Regions from separate parts of the Bombyx mori genome. Here region 2 is linked to region 1. A link is a contact called in public Hi-C data. All regions are on one chromosome and are shown on one strand. The core of a region is the stretch at or near the end of the contact, and the rest is flanking DNA. Distances in the headings are between cores, read along the strand shown.

Evidence for each region. Hi-C and Micro-C count contacts between places; a contact is called where the count stands out from the background.
Region 2: a contact with region 1 is called in a Hi-C map of whole pupa, with 2.0 times the contacts expected there. The contact joins two enhancer-like sites. A contact is called at or near these places in 3 of 7 Hi-C or Micro-C datasets (an unstated tissue and whole pupa).

Annotation. Positions count from the first base shown.
Region 1 is chr8:3,574,066-3,580,288 of ASM3026992v2, reverse strand. All of the region lies in intron 1 of LOC101735597 (protein yippee-like), which reads left to right. Among protein-coding and RNA genes, the nearest start is that of LOC101735597, 86 kb to the left of the region's middle. Within about 2 kb of position 3,483, at least 1 of the 8 cell types and tissues checked has open chromatin away from gene starts, as enhancers often do.
Region 2 is chr8:3,651,038-3,657,939 of ASM3026992v2, reverse strand. All of the region lies in intron 1 of LOC101735597 (protein yippee-like), which reads left to right. Among protein-coding and RNA genes, the nearest start is that of LOC101735597, 9.1 kb to the left of the region's middle. Within about 2 kb of position 1,874, at least 6 of the 8 cell types and tissues checked have open chromatin away from gene starts, as enhancers often do.

The DNA.
Region 1 (6,223 bases), core at 2,234-4,733:
CAATGTAACACAAAGACAACCAGTGGGTGACCCTGCTTTCCGTCGAGACAGTAGACATCGCACATCAGTTGATTTTTATTAATAACTAGCGACCCGCCCTCGCTTCGCTTCGGAAACATTAAATTTTATTATTAAATAGCTGAGTCTCGCGACGTTACCCGCGGTAATTGTCGTACCGCGAGTGAAGCCGCGGGGCGGAGCTAGTCTAAAAAATTACTAAAATACGACGCATTTACGTCGTAGATGTCTATGGGCTCCAGTAACCACTTCATACCAGGTGGGCTGTGAGCTCGTCCACCCATCTAAGTAATAAAAAAGAAGAATTAAATTCACATATGGTGCATTCAGATCGGAAGCGGTTCGCTTAATGTGGAACACCTTGGACGGCGACCGCGGGCCGTATCGCGTGGTCCTTGGCGTAATACAGTACCGCAATTACGTGTTCCGATTACGTATTACAAGATCGATTTCAAACGGTAAATTATCTTTTGTATGCTTTTAAATATACACTACGACAGCGGACCTGGTTGTGGTGAATCAGGGCCACTTTGCTCTGTGCTTAAAATGCTTAATTTAACCATGTAGTAGATCATAGCGATCGGCTCTCAAACTTCTAACGTCACGACTTCACATTGTAAACAACCGCTTCAGATATTAATTTGACGTTTAATGTAGCATTGTATAGGTCTTCTTCAATCCGTGTTCACCCAATGCTGAGTGTAGGCTTCTTCGAATGCACCCCATTTTCTTCAGTCTCTGGCCTTTCTCATTCAGTCTCTACCAACTACTTTGCCCAGGTCATCGGTCCACCTAGTTGGCTGTCTGCCCACGCTACGATCGTTGTATAGGTATCTGTGTTTTATTGGCATTTAGGTGGGCGAATATGGAGCTCACTTGATGATGATTGTTCCCAGTATCAATGCAATAGCAAATTATCAATTTTAGTTCAGTATCAGTTTTAGTGAGTATAATACTACGACCATATAATATATCTCCGGATGCCAGACCCATATTGAGAAACCAGACAAGTGCGAGTAATACTCGGGTCCTAAGGATTCCGGGTGCGAGATAGTCATGGGCAGCCGTTGACTATAAAACTGAGATTTTAGAGCACATGTCTCAAGATGGGCGACTGAATTAAATTGATGTCTACGGACTCCGGTGACAGCTTAGTACCAGGTGGGCTGTTAGCTCGTCCGCCCATCTTAGCAAGAAATAAAAAGATAAGGCTAATAGCATTATTATATTACACTAAAAATTTGCGAGTGTCACACGTGTTTTTTTTCTTTTGAGGATCCTAAATATAAGAAACGCGATATCACCATCAAATATGTTGGCTGTGTTTTATCTAGTAATAAAATTACTGCTAAATGAATTTATATTTATCTCTCACACAGTCTATCGAGATCACACAAGGACGATTCTATTAATGTAGGTAGGTACACTCGTTAAAGAAGAAAGCTAATTAAAAATCAGTTCAGTGACTGTGTAATTCGTTGAGATTAACTAAAATTAAATTCGTGTAAACTTGAACCCAAAAGCTGTTCGTCGATCAGTCGCCCTGGTAAATAAAGCACTTTCCAAGAAATACTCAATCGAAATTATAGGTTGATTTTAGCCTTGCGACTAGGGTTCGTCAATCGACTGGTAGGTTCTAAAAATAACTACATACTTTCATTACAACTATCCAGAATGGTTCGAGTACTTTTTAAAGGGTAATTTCATTCGTATCGATTTCGATTTCTGCAATAATGTGACTGATCGCTTCTTATCTTAAAGTTTTCGTAACGTAAAATATGTTAGTATTGCAATTACATTTTTAATGAGATTGGACTTATTTTTTTATCAAAAAATATACTTCTTAGAAAGATATATATTTTTATCAAGAATATTGGTTGTAGTACCTACTCGTGCGGACTCACACTCTTATTAGGTTAGGTACCACCACCCTGCCTGCCTATTTCTGCCGTGAAGCAGTAATACATTTAGGTTTGAAGGGTTCCCACCCGTTGTAACTATACTGAGACATTTGAGACCTTAAAACTCATATCTCAACGTGGGTCGCGGCATTAACGTTATAGATGTCTATGGGCTACGGTTACCACTTAAAATCAGGTGGGCTGTAAGATCGTCCATCCATCTATGCAATAAAAAAAAAATTAGCTATGAAGGAGTGACTGAGCCATACTTTTGTGAAAAAGGTATCAAAACATCGGCACAAGTGTATCAAGATACCATTCTTGAGAAGGTAGTGAAGCCCCTTAAAAAAAAATGGTTGTTATAAGAATTGTTAAATTTCTGATAGAGATATCGTATTTCAAAAACGATAATTGAAATAGTTCATTTTAAAAAGTTTTAGCTTCTTACTACAGAATCTAAATGCAGTTTTGACCGTGGCAAGAAATTAAAAAATTGCTGTCTTTCACACACACACAAACATAGCAACACAGAAAATCTACAAAACATTATAAATCATATTAAAATTAAAATATATATAATCATAATTAAAAGATATGTTATAAAAAAAATATAGCCATTCTCATCTCGCCAGCGTAAAATAACAAAGACATTACCCAAGTCAAAACATTAAAAGGGCCTATCGTAATGAATCGAACACAATTTATATTCATATGAACATTTCTCTATACGAGCCGCCCCGACGTTGTCCGGTTCCGAGGCTAATACCATTAAGCCATGATTTATTTTACGTGACTAATGATTATAGTCGTTTCGATAATTTGCCCCGAGAGATTTCAGAGCTCTAGGTGTAATTACACTGTCTGGCCAAAAATAGCGTTACGATAAAAGAATAAAAAAAAAACAATAACATTACATTTGAATTTGGAATCTGTCATTCTCATTTGAATATTCATCGTGTTCCCTCATTTTAGCGCCAACCTTGGTTAAATATTCTTGTGGAATTAAAACGAAGCAGGGTGATAAAGAGAACCGAATCGAGAAAGATTTTATAGAAAGCGGAACTAGAAATAAATTATCTGTTTTCACTGATGATTTGGCGAGGTGTTGACTATCAACGACTGAAAATACTAAACATCATAACTAACGATATCCATTGAAGTGTTTAAAAAACTTAAGAACACCATGTTAGTCCTCTCAACAAGACTCAAAACCCAGGACTTAACCCTCGCTCCACACAAGCGTGGTTGAAAATTAGCGTTTCTGACTTCATGCAAGCGGAATACTGGCCTTCATATGACGTTACGACGCTTGGTTTAAAAAAAGTAAAATTAAGAGCGTATGTACTTGCGATATAATTTGCGAGCCCCTAAAACATTCCATAAGGTTGTCACTCGCGAATTTTCCCAACTAGAAGAAATGCATGTTTCACAACCAATAACTAATGAATTTAAATGATTTCATTAAAGCCAATTAATATAAATTTTAATGAGTTCATATTTTTGCGATGCTATTATGAATAATTATTGAAACACGAAAATAAAGTAACGCACAATGCAAGTAATAAACGTACCGTATAATGATAATAACAAAAACGTTTTCCTTGTTACAATATTTATGGAAACACTAGGTATATTCCTCATGATATTTATTTATTACTAAAATGGGCCTAAATACTGGCTGTCGAGTATTGGATTCATTTCGTAATTATCAGATCTTACTGAATATATATCATATCATTTATTCCTAGTCCGATACTCTTGGCAGAGTAGTCGTACCTGTTAATGGACAGGGTTGCGTCTCGTCGTCGCCGCGTCACTTCATTTCGAATCCTCCAGATCCACTAACGGTGCTTTTAGATACCGGGCTCGGCGAATAAATTAACCCACAGACACAGCTCACTGAGTTTCTCGCCAGATCTTCTCAGTGGGTCGCGTTTCTGATCCTTTGGTAGATTCTGCGAAGCACGGCTCTTGCTAGGGTTGTGTTAGCAACAACGTCTGGTTTGAGCCCCGTGAGCTCACCTACTCGCCCGGTTACGCTGACATAGCCTCTCAAGGCTATCAGCTTAGGTAGGAAAAAAATATCGTCGCTCGCTTCCAAGACAGCCGCATGTTGAGCGATAATCCTCCATTGGAGACTGCTGTTGGCATTGCGAGCACATCTCATAACAACATATAATACAATACCGTACCTACTTTATGGTAGCCTAAGGAGGTATACCAGCACGGACGTGTAGCCGAGCTCACGGGCTCAACCTGAGTGAATTTGTTAACACTAGCCCTAGCAAGAGCCGTGCTTCGCAGAATCTACCACAGGATCGGAAACGCGACCCACTGAGAAGATCCAGCGAGAAACTCACTGGGCTCTGTCTATGCGTGGAGTACATGTACTAGGGAATGTCATTACCAACGTATATCGGTGCTACCGTTCTACATAAAACTACTTTTACGGTTTGTATCAGAATAACATTGAAATGCCGGCTTAGTCGTCCGTGACCAAAAAAACTGTAAAGTATGCGAAACTTTAGAGGTCCCGCAGTAGTCGAAATTCGACTATAATTGGAATTGTAAGTTTGTACACTATTATTATGATTGTATTTTATACTTCTATAATCACAAATTTCGCCAAGGCTATAATAAAATATTAATATAGACAAACAATATTTAATCTAGATATTATCAATTTGACCACAGACGTCAAGAACAAAAGTTTGACAATAAATAGTATGCATGCGTGTGTGCGTCAAATACATGGTATGTAGTGTGTGTAATGTTTTCTTTATTGATTTAATGAATATTTTATGCATTATTTAAAAAAAATTTAGCATTGTGCACTTCTTCTCTATATTCTCTATAAGTGTGGAAAATTTCATACTCCTACGTCCACGCAATTTTCGTAAAAAGGGATACAAAGTTTTTGCTTCACGTATTAATATTAATAATAATATTTTCAATAACAACACGAGATTAAATCGTAAAAGTACTTTAAATTCGCGAAAGCCAGAGAATGCTGTTCTATTTTTTCTACTTCGGAGCAATCACGGAATAGATAAATAAGGTTGGAAAGGCCTTTGCTCTAATTTTGTATTAGAACCAGTGTCGCCGCTTCATCCCCACTATTTTAATTTCTACACATACACACACTGTGATTACAAGTATTTCGCACACAACAAAAACACCCACACATAAATCTCAGGACAGATATTCGTTCGCAAACTAGCACAAAACACCCGTAGGCATACACACTCACACACGCAAAAAAGCAATAAAAATGTTCATACACGCTAGTGCTTGATAAAATCGATATTCTTTATCGATAAATTATCTGATGAATGAATGGAGAAAATGAAACATGAAATAAATATTGAAAAAAAAAACTATTTTACTTTTATTAATTACAAAATTAAATAGTCACTGTCGCTGGAATAAAACTATTTGTTAAGCAGTTGGCGCTTGCTATTAATTCGAATGAATTTTTCAGAACTAAGTGTATTCTGATTTTTTTTATGGTAAAATCATTTTCAGTAAAATGTTTAGAGCAAATAGTACTCGTCTTTGTCTCCAGTTTCCTCTACCTGTCACGTCAATCCATTGTTCCCTGGCGTTAGGTTCTTTAGGAAACCTAAATTTTTTTATTTACTGCATAAGTCAAATGGCATTTTACTTAGATTTTAATACGTCTTAGACAATATAGTAAATACCCGTAAATGAGAGGTCTACATGTCCCTTTATATTATACCTCCACTTTAATTCAATGATAATAATTCAATAATAATAATACATATTTATTTTACTCAAAATACGTCTCACTAAGAATATACTAGGTATCATTAATTAAATATAAAATAATGCAAAAATTATCCATGTCAAATGTAAATATAGTCGAGAATTCTGTCGATGATTTTATTTCACCACATGGTCACCTCACTATCAACAAACTAGCGCCGTGCACCACGGCCAATCAGGGCAAAGGCCGAAATTTCAAAGATTGAAGTGTAGAGAACGCAATGCATGTAGTACATTGGAAGCTGACTTGGTCATTGCGTTCATTGGGCGAGTACACATCGCGCAATGTATGCTATTTATAACTTGCTGCAATAATATTGTTAATGTTTGGAATTTCATAATGCTCAGTATATTTTTATGTTTTAGACAAATAATATTGTAATTAAATGGTAATTTCGACTTACCGATCGAAAGATATACCTCCTCGCTCTATACTTGAGGTCTGATTTTTTGTTTTACAAGTTATAATTGCACAACACGGCACTATAAAGCGGAGATCTGTTCGCCCAAGTATTCCG
Region 2 (6,902 bases), core at 625-3,124, 79 kb before region 1:
AAAAGATTAATTGTAAAATTCAAGATAAACTACCCGTAACTTATTCTTTAATGGCTTTTCGATATCTTATTTTTGCGAGCTTTATGTTTAGTAAGAATACGGGCCGCCCGATAATGGGCACGGAGGCTCGATCTACACGACGATCTTTACATAAAAAGCATTGAACTTCTGACGTCACGCTTTCTTAAAAATATTCCGGGCATCAGACACTCCGCTCCATCATATATTATCAACGAATTGCTTATTACATAAGTAAAAGCAATGATACTGGTTTCTGGACGATACAGACAGCGAAAAGTAAAACAGAGCGTTCGGTAATCTCAACCGTCCAGGCAATCGTAGTCAAACCTCGCTTTAGACCAGCCTTTCCCAAAGTGGGCGATAATGCCCCCTTGTGGCAGGCCTAAAGGTAAGAGACCCAGAAAAAAATGGGAGCGTTGTGTAGAGGCTTAGGAGGCGATTTGTAATTTCATCTAGGAGGACTCTTAGACAGCGACTGAGCTCTCGCTATGGTGGTTTTTAGTAAGGTGAAAAAATGAAGGCGCTAAAGAATAATTTATTCTCAAAGTGGGTAGTAGAAAAAATAAGTTTGACAAGAAGATAAAATACACGCTACAGTTTAGACAGTCCAATCCAATCCCATTTCAGCTTCTTGAATGATTTCATAACGCCTTGTAGGTATATAAAATGATAGAATATGTCGCCCTGAAACAACTTTAGTAACACGGACCAGATAAAATCAAATGACAATAATCATCTCGATATCTGCGATAGCTGTAACCTTTTTTTGAAGTGAAACTTCTTTAGGCGCATGAGGGTAACAATTTTTAGGATATACGTGAAGTTAAAATATCAATTCACAGAGGGCGCTACCTCATACTATAAAAGGTGATTTACAAATATTTACTAATGACAAAATTTTACTAATAATATACTTGGACATTTAGGATAATTGTATTTTAATTTTTGAAGGTTTCACTTCTAGCACGTGTGAATTGCACACATGTTATTTTTTTTCCTCTACCTATGCTGATAGCCTTGAGAGACTATTTCAGCTTCGCCTTGACGTGTAGGTGAGCTCACGGGGCTCAAACCGGAAGTGTTGCTAACACTGGCCCTAACAAGAGAAATGCTTCGCAGCTGTAACTTTACTAAGCATTCAAAGCGTCGGATCTTTCTAAATGGACGAAAGATAATAAATATGGCGGTACTAATCATGTCTACGGCTAGTAAAATCCTCCTAAATTAAGGTATCAATCAATACGTGAAATTGTTTTTAAATGCATTAACGTAATTACGAGAACTGATATTTTTTCATTTTACGTAAATTAAATACAATAAATATTAATCTAACCTACAGTTGTTACAATGAATTATAATTATTTATATATATTTCTTTCTAAAAGGTATATTACAAATAGACAGCCCACTGAGTTTCTCGCCGGATCTTCTCAGTGGTTCGCGTTTCCGATCCGGTGGTAGATTCTGCGAAGCACGGCTCTTGCTAGGGTTCGTGTTAGCAACGTCATCAGGTTTGAGCCCCGTGAGCTCACCTACTAAAGTTAGGGTTACGCTGAAATAGCCACTAGGGCTATCAGCTTACGTAGGAAAAAAAACACAAATAGAGATTAACCTTATCATTTATTTTGTTAGCTCTCTGAAAGAGTTGAAGTCTGTACTAGGTTCAAAAATCTGTATTACTGATCTCCAGGCTCCTTCCTTCTTAGGATAGATTTGGATAGGGTATGTCGTGAACAGATATCGCGGGCTAGTGTTGAGAGATCATTAGGTGTTATCATTTAAGTAGGTCATTATGCGTGTGAGTGTGTGAATACGTATGTAGGTACATGTGGGTTTGCGCGTGTTGTTTTTGTGTGTGTTGTACGAGTAAGTGTGTGTCTGCATCTATGTGTGTATACAAATGTACATAGGTATGGGTGAATGAATTAATCATCTTAATTGCTCTGCGTGTCAATTATGAATGTATATAAAATCACGTAAGAGATCGAAGTCTCAAATTGTTGATGACAAATATGTATGTAAGCCAACATTCAAACTAACCATAGTGATGCTTATCCAAGCTTTTTACTGGTGGTAGGACCTCTTGTGAGTCCGAACGGGTAGGTACCACCGCCCCACCAATTTCTGCCGTGAAGCAGTAATGCGTTTCGGTTTAAAGGGTGGGGTAGCCGTTGTGACAATACTGAGACCTATATCTCAAGGTGTGTGGCGCATTTACGTTATAGATGTCTATGGGCTCCAGTAACCACTTAACACCAGGTGGGCTGTGAGCTCGTCCACACATCTAAGCAATAAAAAAAAGAAAAAAAGCAGATTCAAAATGTACCATGCCACCGGTACTATATTTCGCTTTCGTCTGCCCGCGCAGACATCAAAACATCGTAATAATGCATCTATTGTATTTTAAAACCAGAAAGGACCATGTCTATAATCCGTATACAGCGGCGTTACACAATAATTCACCGGTTTCAAGGCACGGAAAATTAAACTGTCCACATAAATAATCTTGTGGTGCAAATGTTTTGCCCGCGTAATAAATGTTTTACGGTTTCCCTTCGAGCTCGCACACGAGAAAGGCTACGTTAGAACGAAAGCGAGACGCGAAAGTTTGGAAGCCGATTCTACAAGTCTACTCACTACTACTCTTTTTTTTTTTTATTGCCTTTGTAGGCAGACGGGCATACGGCCCACCTGATGGTGAGTGGTTACCGTCGCCCATGGACTTCAGCAATGCCAGGGGCAGAGCCAAGCCGCTGCCTACCGCTTAATACTCTCCACAAGCCTCGTTTGAAGAAGGACATGTCATAGCGCTCGGGAAACACCGTGGAGGGGAGCTCATTCCATAGCCGGATGGTACGTGGCAAAAAAGATCTCTGGAAACGCACTGTGGATGACCGCAGTGGCTCCAGGTAGTATGGATGAACTCTACTCCGGTGGCAGGCGGTGCGATGGTAAAAACGAGATGCTGGTATCATCTCGAACAATTCCTCAGAGCACTCCCCATGGAACATACAGTACAAAATACAGAGGGAACCGAAGTCCCTCCGCAGACCCAGAGGCTCCAAACGACTCATTACTCATTACTATTTTATTATTACTATTATTTTTACTGGTGTTATGATGTCTTGTGAGTCCGCACGGGTAGGTACCACCACCCTGCCTATTTCTGCCGTGAAGCAGTAATGCGTTTCGGTTTGAAGGGTGGGGCAGCCGTTGTAACTATACTGAGACCTTAGAACACATATCTCAAGGTGGATGGCGACATTGACGTTGTAGATGTCTATGGGCTCCGGTAACCAGTTAACACCAGGTAGGCTGTGAGCTCGTCCACCCATCTATGCAACAAACAAAAAACTGTACATGCCACAAATAAGAAGTGTTTGTTCATAGATACAATTACAAAAGAATAGTTTAGATACTTAGTTTTGAGCTTAACACTAAGGATTTCCTTCGGTTTTCGGGTTTCGTAGACCTATTTCAAACTATTTTCACGTCTTAAACTCGCCTTTATTATTTTCAATTTATTATTTCTAATATTTCTTATGCTTCATAGTTTTTGTGGTCACATCTAAGGAGCTGACTACAGTTTATCTTTCGATCAAATTATTGGGACGTTTAAAAAAGGATAATAAACTCGAGATTAAGCTGTATAAGCCGTTTTGCTTAATCTAAGCTTTGAATTACGTCTGTGGATGAATAGTATTGGTTCAGAATTTAATATTAAAAAAAAAAGACGTGCCCGCTGAGTTTCTTGCCAATTCTTCTCAGGACGGAGGCTAGTTTTTGTGAATTGGCGGTAGTTCTTTTGACGTTCAACAAGTATGTACTTTCATTTATGTTGATTTGATTTGAATGCTTTATGATATATTATAGCTTTCACTCGGACTGAACCCTTGAAGGAACTGAGTTCAACGTTGCAACCGCACGTACCAGTGTAAAAGCACGCTTCTAAGCTCGGGTTACAACTTAGCTATTGTTTAATTTTATTTCATATCACCGAGTGCGGAACAACATAATGTGGGTTTCATTCATGTGCGTTTAAAAATTCACGTCATAGTCAAAAGCCCTTTGAGATTGCAATGCATGGAAAATTCTGAAAAATACACGAAGTCATATTGTCACGTTGTGGAAAGAAATTAAAATTTATCAACTCTCAGAACACACATAATACAAATAATTCGTTGATACGATTACTATCAAACTCTCGTACGTGTAAAATGGTTTATCTTCCCTCTCTATCTATCTACTAATCGATCAGAGATAGTCCTGATTTAAAATAAAAGAAAATCTAATTCATATGGATGTTACGCCGGTAAAAGTAATGCCATCTATCGTCGATTAGTCGAACGAATATCGAAGGATCTAGTAGTACCTAGAACGCTCGAAAAGTACAACGCCATCTATTGTCAGATAGCGGAAACACACAATACTAGACTTTTGTGGTATATTCTTGACGATTCTAGGGATTTCGTCTCGACTATAAAAGCGTTGCAGAGATGGCACGCAGGCGGTCAATATTCGGAATTACTCGAAGCTATACAGCGGACGGATCACCTGAAGCGAAGCAGAAGAAGAATGAATTGAGAATTTTAAAGTGTTTTAAGTGTTCTAAGTGTTGAATACAGTTTTTAAGTTGTACTCCGGTAGAATTTTTATTTATCCCGATCCCTAGCGCGTAACATGGAGTACCTAAATATTTACAGACAGAATGCCTATTTTGGTGAGAGGAATGTCATAGAAGTGAGATCTAAAGTCAGAAAGCGGATATGGTTCAGCAGTGGCGCGACTGTAATTTTATATAAATGTAAAAGTAAAATTAGTTTACGAAACAAAACAATAAGAATTTCACTTATTCGAGAACTTAAGCATTTAGAGGACTTACTTCGCTTTGATTTAACGAAACTAATTAGCTTTATCGTCCGGTATAAATGAAATGTAATATTACGATTAACTTGCGTGATTTCACACACTCAAAATCGAGGACAAATTTCAACCTTATAAATAATAATAGCGATCACATTGTCGGCGCCTACGGTTAGCGTGGTATGGACATGTGATGCATAGAGAGGAGATGCATGTGACTACGAAATGTATGGAAATGGTACTGCAAGGTAGAGGGGGAAGAGGTCGACCGAAGAAGACATGAATGGAGTGTGTGTGAATGACGATATGAGAGAGAGAGGTGTGAGTATTGAAATGACGGCCGATAGAAGAGAATGGAATAGAAAATTCGCTGTGCCGACCCCACCTAGTGGGGTAAGATGTAGATAAAGAAGGTGCTTGACGTACCTAAAAGCACAGTTAATGGATGGGAAGGATTCGTAATGACCTGTTTTGGGCGACGTCGACTGTTTACCATTCGGTCTACAGGTTCGTATGTGAGAACTGAGAAGGCACTAACCATGACCGCTATTAAATAAATATTTCTTATAAATGTTCCTAAAAACATCACTTACTGGTCGTCTTCTCAGACCGCACGGGTAGGCTCCACCAATCTGCCTATTTCAGCCGTGAAGCAATAATTGTGAGTTTCGGTTTGAAAGATGCAGGGGTAGCCGTTGTGATGTAAATCTGAGACTTAGAACGCATATCTCCAGATTGGTGGCGGCATTTACATTGGTTATGTCCATGGGCTCCAGTATCCACTTAACGTCAGTTGGGCCGTGAGCTCTTCTAGCTCAGCAATAAAAATTAAAAATAAACTCTAAACAGGTAGGATATAAGGTCGGTAATAGGCATAGGTGTTAGGTCCCTCACAGCACCTTCAGTTGTATTGTCTGGAAATGCAGCTTACGTAGAAAGATGAGGCAATAAAACATTCTAAAGTTACGACCACACCGGACGACCTCACCTGATATCCATAGTGCAACGAACTTTCATCTGCACAATGGCGTTTTCTACGATATTAATGGCTATTGTGTTCCCTTGACAAAAGCGATATCGAATAACGCCGCGTTCGCTTTCCACGACATGACGCTTTGTTTAATTTGTCACTTATATTTAATTCGTTTAACGTTTAAGTTTCAAACGTTTTTGCTGTGATTTATATCTTTATTATAAAATTGCTTTAGTGCTTAGGGTTTCGGCTGTAAACGATAACCGCCTATTGGTTAATTGGAATATATTTTGAATTCGGATAAATGGGCAGTTTTCGTAACATAAGTAAACATTAATAATTAACTAGTGGTCCCGCAGTAGTCGAAATTCGACTATAATGAATTGAAAAGTCAAAGACTATTTACTTCTGTAATCACAGATTTTGCCAAGTCTACACTATAAACAAATATTAATAAAGACAAACAATATTAATAATATTTTCTATCTCTCTCTATTCTCAATTTGACCACACACTTTAAGCATTAACTAAAGTTTGACAATCAATAAAGAGTATATATACATATGTGTGTGTGTCAAATACATGGCAGTGTGTGTAATGTTTTCTTTATTGATTTAATGTATCTTTTATGCATTATTAAAAAAAAATATTAGCATTGTGCACTTCTTCTCTATATTCTCTGTAAGTGTGGAAAATTTCATACTCCTCCGTCAGCGCAATTTTCGTAAAAAGGGATACAAAGTTTTTGCTTCACGTATTAATAAATAGAAGGGGCAGTTTTAAAAAAAAAAAATTTTTAAATTAGGTACTTAGATGGGCTCAGCTTGTGTGTCAGATGGTTAACAGAGTCTACCGACATCAACAACATAAATGGCGCCACCCACTTGGAGACACGAGTTCCACGAGTTCTGAATCTAAGTATTACAGTACAACGGCCGCTTGAAACTTCAGACCGGAACGCATTACTGCTTCACGGCAGAAATAGGCAGGTTGGTGGTACTTACATGTGAGGGTTCACACGACGCCCTACCACCAGTAAATGCTG